Regions from separate parts of the Bicyclus anynana genome. Here region 2 is linked to region 1. Evidence: chromatin contacts called from public Hi-C data. All regions are on one chromosome and are shown on one strand. The core of a region is the stretch at or near the end of the contact, and the rest is flanking DNA. Distances in the headings are between cores, read along the strand shown.

Region 1 (4,684 bases), core at 973-3,472:
AGAAAGTAGGTACTCGTACTTAAAATAAACTCGTTAGTATGTGGGCAATTTATTTATTGAACACTTTTAACAAAACAATTTGGAATTTCTCTTTTCAACGTTCCTTAATTAATGAAATGGTAAGGTTTATTTTAAGACAATAGTTCATACGTAAATAAGAATTGCATTTCCAACTGCATCAAACTAACAAGCCACATCGATAAATCAGCGAAAGCGCGAAGTGGTCGGCCTGTGAGTAGTTTGTTACCTAAGACTTAAATAGACATTAAAGAAAGTCGCTTAAAGGACTTAACTGCCATTTAAGGTTAATGCGAGGAATATGTAGACGGGGTGACAGAGACGGCTGCATAAATACCTTAACATTTACCTACATAAAAAGTTTTCAAACTCTTTTGTGCTCATCGGGAACTCACAGAGTGTTTAGATATATGGTATGAGTAGGTATAGTCCTACAATCATCTACAGTTTTCATCACGATTTATAATCTACACTGTACAGTAATAATATCATAGGTAAAACTTTTTTGCTCTGGTATTATGTACATTTTATAGTTGGTTGCTCTGAGTGGTTGTCAATTAGTGGATGAGCCTCATTTCATATTTGTTTATTTCTCGTTTGAGTCTGTTTTTCATTTAGCTGCTGCTTTTTTTAAAAACAATCATTTTGAACTGCGAAAATTTTAATGTAAAGCCATAGTTAGGTAGTGGATAAGGGTTAGGGTAGGGGGAGGGTAGGAGTAGGGTAAGGGTAGGGAAGAAGTGCACAAAAGTCAAAGCGAAGCTTGACCGGGTCCGCTAGTATTACATATATAAGAAACATTCGTCATGATGTCTTTGTACATTTAGAGATACATTTATGAACTTAGATTAATTTTTACAGTCAAATATCCAACAGTTTCCGAGAGTTGGTCGACATTTATTTGCCAAGTCGGTGGGCACGGATGTAAGGAAAGACAACGGCTAAAACTAATGCGAACTAAAGGCGTCGGCTAGGGACTTGTAATTACGGCCTGCAAAATTAATGCACTGAAACTTAGATGAAATGAAACCGGAGCATAAAGTTCGTCGTAGCGCACGAGCAAGTTGCTTTTCGATGTCGCGGCCAACTTCCGAGTAAAGCTCGAATACGAGTAGGGGCTTCCGTGATTTTAATAAATAAGTAATTTTATGTAGATCCACTGGTTGTTTAGATACTAAGCATATATTTGCGGATACGTTTAGATGTATGTTATTACTGGTTTTAAAATTTTATTCTAGTTTAATTATTAGATAGGTTTGATATGTTGTGAAAATTAGAAGAAATGTTGTAAAAGAGCAGATTTGTGTCGCTATTTGTGTTGGTACTCGTAACAATAAAGTAAAAGCTGGCGCCGGGCCAGCAGTATTCAATCGGAGCTCATACTTAGAACGTGACTGCTACACGATTATCATTTTGCTAGCTGCACGTATACGAAGTATCGGTGTATGAAATATGTGAAAATGTGAAATTTTTACATACTTGCGTATTTATTAAAACTATTCTTAATAAAATATTAACTCACCTTGGTAGAAAAGCCTCTATCGCAGACGGTGCACTTGAAAGGCCGTTCCTTGGTGTGGCTCCGATAGTGGATCTCCAGTGCCGAGTTGCAGGCGAATGTCTTGTAGCAGATGGTACACGTTGTGTTGCCGCGCACTGCATACAAACAAATTGACTGTTCATTGCCACTATAAAACTCCGAACATAAATACGTATCAACACAATGTTTAGTTGAATTCTAGGAAATCGTTATTTATAGTTTAATATGGGAATTGTCCAGCAAAGAGGGGTTATTGAGTAAATCATTTTTAGGAGAGAGGAGTGGAGCGGACGACCGGGGCGGACGTATAGCAAGAGCCCGCTATCGCATACCTGCGGGAGGAAAGGCAAGTCCGAGCGGGCTGAAGGGCGATCCGCCGAGCGCGCCGAGCGCCGCCAGGGGCGTCGGGGGCGACGGCAGCGGCGAGTGGTGTGGCAGACGCGGCGGCGTGGACAGCGCCGACGGCGACGGCGACGGCGACGGTGGCGACCCCCGTGCACTCCGCCCGCTCTCCGAACCTGTCGCCGATGGGAGGGAAGCCGTTGTGGTGATGGTTTTTACTTCAAATTCGGACGCCGAGGCGCAGACGGAGAGCGGTGAAGTTCGACGATCTTTGATATCTGGTTCGTCGTCGAACTCCCGAGTGGCGGGCTCGCGCTCGTCTCGGCCGCTCTCGTCGTCGGTTCCGCGGGAGTCCGCCCTTCGGTCGCCGGGAGTGGAAGGAGTGGGGAAGATAGGAGGCGGTATTGAATGGAAGGAATTGTACTCTGTGACGTCTGACCCGGGTAATGACTGACTGTTTATCTCATTATCGTGATACTGGTTAAAGAACACATTGTTTCGTTCACCCGTGTGAAGACGGATGTGTTGATGTAACATTGATGGATCCGAAAATTTTTTATGACACACGGGACATTGGTGTAATAACTGTGATGGAGGCTTTATACGGTGCACTCCCATATGTGTTTTTAAATTTCCTTTAGTGGTAAACGCACGACCACATAATTTGCATCGAAATGGTCGTTCACCAGTATGAGTCCGATAGTGCATCTGTAAAGCACTTTTACAAGACAATACGCGATGGCATACAATACATTCATTTGGATCAGATACTTTGTTATTGATATTATCTACTAATTGTTGCAATTTTGTTGTTTCTGAGGTTTTCGTGATTTCTATTAAGCTTTCCCAAGAGTTATCGTTGCTACCTGGACGTGGTAAAATTGCATTGTAAAACAATGGGTCGCGAGTAAGAGCACTATCCATTGTACTATTGGGATGGTGGTGAAATGGTGTAAGGCTACCCGAAGAAACACTACTTGGGGGGGAGTGTGGAAAAAGTGGAAATGAAGGGAAAGTACGTAGTCCCGTTGCTATTGAAATTGGTCCAGATATCGATGAAGTCTTACTTGAGAGATTTTCCGGTTGATCTGGATCGGGCTTCACGTGTGGACTATCTCTGCCGATTTGATCTTCGTTGCTGTATTTGGAATCCATACTGCAGTCATCGTACGGTGATGTGGATGGGTATCGATCTTGTTCTGCATCTTGTCCTATATCATTGTCTTCGATTTCTCGCTTAGGTGATATACGATCAGTCTCTTCAAAACTGGAATCTCGTTGACTCTCTTCGTCTTGAGGTTCAGACTTAAAAATATCAGACGCGGGTCGAGGAGGGCTTGGTGCGGAAGGTTTACTGAGATCAGCTGGTGCGTCTTGTTCTTCTCGCATAGCAAAAAGTGGGTGATGTGAGAGAGGCTTATCACCCAAAGGGCGTGGAGGCAATAAATCGTGATGCGGTGGCCTGTATAATGGCAAGTTTGGCGGAAAAGGAGCTGGGGCTCCTGGGGGAAACTGAAGTGGATGTGGCGGCATTCCAGGAATGGGCCCCGGCGACAATTGCGCTAATAACGGTGGGTGATATTTATCCAAATGTTCTGGAACGGGATTAGGGTTCATTTTGACATGTGGAAATTTCGAAGTATGCCTTTGGAAATGAACTTTAAGATTTCCTTTGGTTGTAAATCGAGAGCCACAGACGTTACATTTGAAAGGTCTTTCCCCTGTGTGAGAACGAATGTGAATTTGAAGTGCAGAGTCGCTACCGAACACTTTTCCACAATATCTACAGCGATGCTTAAAGAAAGGTTCGTTACGGCCACCACTTTTTCCATCATAAGGTGACATTTTTCCGGATTTTCGAAAAGCTAATTCGTCGGCAAGATTATTTGCTAGAAGGCCCTGTGATGCATTGTCGAGTACTTCCTGTGCCCGTTTTTGAAGCATTTCAAGTGTATTTGGTTCATTTAGGGACGGTGGAGGATCATTGTTTGTTATGATGGAAGATGCTAATGACGAAGAAATTGAACTATAAAGTGGGTGGGTCATTAAAGATGGTGAGGAAGTTGGAATCTTAGGGATAGATATCTGTTCAGTTTTGGGTGTATGATGTGTGTGAGTCGACGGCAAACTTTGGCTAGTAGGAGGAGAGGGTATAACAGGCGACGGCTCCCGTGGCGGACGCGGCGGCGACGGTGATCGAGCCGGCGTTGACGGGGCATTCTGTTCTGGTTCACTTGGCGGTGGGCTGTGTGGATCGTCTTCTTTCCGTCGAGTTAGAGATAACTGATTCTGAAGCTGACGTATTAACTGAAGTTGAAATACTTGTTGTGACTGTAAAGTGTATAGAGTGTTGTGTAACACTTGTAATTCTTGTATAGCAGCTTCGTTATTTGCATTATTTGCCATCGCTGTTGCAGCGAATTGGGCGACCGCTACTCTCGTATTTTGTAGAGCCTCAAGAGTAACGTGTCCTGCCAAAGGGAACGGCAGACCCACGGGGGGCATGTCGGCTTCAGGTATTTCGGCCTCGCCGTCTTCGAGACTATTATTATTTTCAGCATCTTGTCGATGCCTCCTGACTTGCTCTAGTCGTTTATTGGGACCATCCATTTCTTCATCCCCTGACACTACCATATCCTCCGGATCGGAGTGCATCCTCTCTTCACCCATTTGCATTGCTTTCTCATCGCAAAGTCGCTTATGATACAAGAAATCGTGAAGGTTTTCGAATTGTTCCTGACAACGTGGACACATGTGCGCCTCTGGCCTATCTCTCGCTTCATC
Region 2 (4,572 bases), core at 1,319-3,818, 310 kb after region 1:
TAATTATCTCGTAAACAGTCGCAACTCGGTCCCGCGACTAAAATCGCTCACCTACGCCGTGAGCGCGATACAAATTCAACTTTTCCAATTAAATTTCGTGAGGCATTAATAATTATTTGGGTACATCAATTTGTTTCGTCGCCGAGCTACCGCTTTCTGAGGATTCAACGCACACGGGACGACAGGCTTGCGATATTTCTCAAGATAAATTATATATTTTTTAATTAACTAATAAACTGTAGGTACAAATAAATTTCGAATTTGTAACATAAGACTTTGTAAGGTTGTACAAACATAATAGCACACTACATTTATTATTAGTGACATGTGGGCCATTGTGTTAGTAATTAAACAATGAAATGAACAGTAATTCCTCAAAATATTAATCCTATCAAAGTAATGTAGATCATTAATCAAGAGTTCAAGTCTTAAGATATGTCACAGAAAGTTATACCCTTCGCGCTCTGAAGATTCCCAACTTTGGAATTAATTAAATTAAACTTGGAAATGAAATATTAACACTTTAACGTATAAAATTTAATACCGTTAAGTTATAACGTGATTATTCAACTCCTCGGCAATTTTCAAAAACATCTCGGAAATGAGATTTGTAGACGCGTAGCTAGCGCCATCTTTGAGCGCCTTCCGCCTTGCCGGCGACGAGACGCTCGCCACTTGCTACTGTGAAATTAATTTTCTTCGTCTTTATGTAATTTAATTATAAACATTTCAATATGGCGCCCCGGGAATTTGTGCTCGGGAGAAGTTAAATAGAAACGTTTGATACTTATCTTCTAATACACTTTGGAGATGATTGCGAGAAAATTAAATTTTTTAACGCTATTGTGTTTTGTCCAATTAAGGCGTTATTTATTATTTGAACTTATGATAAGAGTGATATATTTCTTTTTTCCAGGATTACACAAGATTCTCGACAGAGATTTCTACGCGTTTTGAAGATAAAAAGCATAAATGCAATAGGCGAATGATGAAGGAGAGTAGAATTTGAAATATCTCTATGAGTGAGAATCAGAAAACGTAAGTACGAGAGCCAGAAAGAGTTAGTAGTTCATGGCGTTAGAAAAGCGACAGTAACATTGGAAACTATACATACATATATAGTAGCGACGTACAAAATACATAAAATCCAACAAACATAATCAGAAAATAGAACGATTATGCTTATATGGGAAAAATCTAGGCCCTAGGACTATAAAGATCAAATAACAAAAATTATTTTATTTCTTTGATACACAAATTATGAACAAACCCACCGCGTCACCTAAAGCTAAAGCCTTTTTTATCAAGGTATCTCATTTTTATTTTTAAGTAGCGAACGCCGGCGACTTCGTCCACGTAGACGTTAACTTTAAAGTTTTTCACAAATCCCGCGGGAACCATGAAACCGGGACGAAAAGTAGCCTATGTGTTAATCCAGAGTAAAATCCATTTCTATTCCAAATTTTCGCCAAATCGCTTCATTAGCCGCAGCAAATAAACAAACACACACACACAAAATTTCGCCTAATATTAGTGTCATAACACATGCTTTATAAATAACCGAACTAATTGAAAAGTTTTTTACCCTCATAAATATTTTTTTATCCTCATATAAGTAGGTATACTCGTATAAAAACTAGTAGTCTAAATATATTTAATTACTTATCGTCGGAAAGTTTTCTATCAAAGTGACAATATGACATTCCATCTACAAAATTAAAACTATTATTTGTTTGGAGTGTACATTTAGCAGATGCCACTAGAGTTGGCAATTTTGCTCTAAAACGTTTACGCTTCGGCGACGAGAAGCGACATCAAACATAACGCGATGCTCGCAAACCTTTTGCCAGCTTATCTCCCATTCACTATCTGGATCTTCCCAAAATCCATCTACAGCCAGCCTTATTGTTCGATGTTTATTAAATTTCATTTTACGTTGATACAACAACACTTTTGTCGTCGGTTGCTTTTTTGTGATTTGGGACATTTTACGGGTGGATTAGCTGGTGACGTATACTTTTAAGTCTGATGTCTTTTTATACCGGTATACCGGTATGGATAGGGTTGTCAACTCTGCTTCATAGGTAGGTATGTCTGAGTTGATCAACGAAATTAAATTGTATATTTATGGGCAAATACCAACTTTTGTTAGCCTTTATCTTTTAGATGGAGACGTATGTATAATATTTGGCACATCTGCAGTACTTTAATCCGAAATTTCATCTTACTACTAGGTATAGTGGCTTTTACTGCTCTTAATCATTGCTACAAACTATACAAAATATTAAGTAAAGAGGTTAGATTGTATGTGAGTTTTTTTTTACAAAATAATGAAATAGATAGTTACGCACATTTACTACGAACATACTGCAAAATTTCCAAAATTAAAGGGTGGGTACACACTGTATGCGTTTTTTTAAAAGTCTAAACAACAATGTAGCGTTTCAGTCAGCCACACATTCTACAATAATCAAAAACATTATTTACACAATGCAGTGAACAAATCACTATTTCGGAGTAAATTTTCGGGAGTTGGCAGCCCTGAGTGCGGGCCGCTATTGCGCGTATTAGAGCGAGGCCCCATTAGTGCGTTGCGCTGCGTTGCGTCGTCGCAGCGTCGTCGCTGCGTCGTTTTCCATACATTTTTTATGACATGCCCCATTAGACCGTTGCGTCGTCGCGCGCGACGTTTCAACGGATCGACGGACAAGAGACTATAGCGGGAGGGAGGGTGATGCGCTGCGTTGTCGGAGCTCCGCTGCGACGACGGACAGTGATGCACTGCTAGAGGAGAAAGCTAGACGAGCGTAACGACATTTTCTATTTTACCATGAGTGAGCAGGATATTGATATAGATTTTCTCATATCCTTGGTCCAAGAAAGACCCATTATATGGGATAAATCACACGAACATTACAGTGATAAATTTCGTAAAGCGAATGAATGGGTAGCTGTTTGTAAAAAAATATTTCAAGATTACGAGGAGTTTGAGGACCAAAAAAAGAACAAAATTGGTGAGTTGTTATTTATTATATTATTTGTAAATTCAATACATAAGTTAATTTATATCTTTTTCAACAGCCATGGTAAAGCCCCTTCTGGACTCATAAAGTAATTAGCAAATTGATCTCTGATAAAATTTTCGGCTAATGATTCTTCATTGCTATGGGGTCTCAATTGTGAGAACCTACTTATTGCCATATTGTCTTGTTGTTTTAACCCATCGTGTTGTATAACAAAATTGTGTAAAACACAACATGCTTTCGCAATATTAATAGTTAAATCATATGACGTATCAATTGGCCTATGTAAAATGCGCCATTTATTTGCCATGATCCCAAATGCACATTCCACGTATCTACGTGCTCTGCTAAGGCGATAATTATAAACTCTTTGTTTCACATTGAGATTGGATCCGCCGTATGGGCGCATAACATGCTTACTTAAACCAAAAGCTTCATCACCGACGAGTACATAAGGGATGGGTGGCTCGTTATTATGATCATTTCCAAGTGGTTGAGGATCAGGCAATGGTAATTCATTTCTCATTAAAATCTTGTACAGTGTCGAATTTCTAAAAATAGTAGAATCACTTTCCTTACCATATGCACCCACGTCGACAAAAACAAACTTATAATTTGAGTCAACAACCGCCAGCAAAACAATTGAAAAATATTTTTTATAATTATAAAACAGAGAGCCACTTTTGTCTGGTTTTATTAAACGTATATGTTTCCCATCAATTGCCCCGAAGCAATGAGGAAAGTTAGCTTTGAGATCAAAATCTAATGCAATATTTTGTAGTTTTTCTACTGTGATCTCTTCTATGTACAGTGGTCGAACATATTTCCATATAGCTTGACAAACTGACGAAATAGTTCTAGAAATTGTTGCTCTTCCACGTTTAAATTTGAAATGCAAGTCGTTTATCGAATTTCCGCTGCCTAAGTACCTGAAATAGAAACACAAAAAAATAAACAGGGTGGCCCATTTAGATTGGTCAGTGTAGACAAGTTAGGTACTTACACATTTTTTTCTTTCTTTGCAGGTAACGAGGTTGTGAAAAAATGGAGAAGCGTGAAGGACAACTTTTTTCGATACGTAAAAAAAATAAAAGAAAACAGTTCGTCTGGATCAGGGGCAAAACAATTGAAGAAATATCATTATTACAATCAGTTGCTGTTTTTGATGAAAGTTGCCCAAAATAAAACTGATAGTAGCCTTGAAATGGTGTCTGAAGAAACGGAACGAAATGAAAACACAGCATCATCTTCTCCATTTCCTACAAAAGAAATGTCCTCGTTACCCCCAGGTCCTTCTCGCTACGTGCCTGCAAGCCGTAAGAGATCAAACCAAGCAATAGATGATTTCGAGGCGCAAGCATTAAAAGCGTTGCAAGAGAAAGAAAACCGCCACTTATCATTTTTCAAAGGAATTTTGCCTTCTTTGGACAGCTTTACGGAATTACAAACTTTGACATTCCAAAGCAAAGTTATAAATATCATTACCGAAATTCGGTTCGGGGAACAGACTCAATCAACAACATGGCAGTCACGCGGATATCAAACTGGA

Evidence for each region. Hi-C and Micro-C count contacts between places; a contact is called where the count stands out from the background.
Region 2: a contact with region 1 is called in a Hi-C map of whole body, with 6 times the contacts expected there. The contact joins the promoter of LOC128199890 here to the enhancer-like site in region 1. A contact is called at or near these places in 2 of 2 Hi-C or Micro-C datasets (whole body and whole larva).

The regions. Positions count from the first base shown.
Region 1 is chr3:8,863,234-8,867,917 of ilBicAnyn1.1, forward strand. It overlaps LOC112046662 (sal-like protein 3), which reads right to left. Exons shown (of 9, transcript XM_024083373.2): 2 at 2,968-4,684; 3 at 1,891-2,076; 4 at 1,541-1,674. Among protein-coding and RNA genes, the nearest start is that of LOC112046662, 18 kb to the right of the region's middle. Within about 2 kb of position 2,223, at least 7 of the 8 cell types and tissues checked have open chromatin away from gene starts, as enhancers often do.
Region 2 is chr3:9,175,301-9,179,872 of ilBicAnyn1.1, forward strand. It overlaps LOC128199890, which reads left to right and starts at 2,569. Exons shown (of 2, transcript XM_052891232.1): 1 at 2,569-3,014; 2 at 4,049-4,572. The coding sequence starts at 2,831.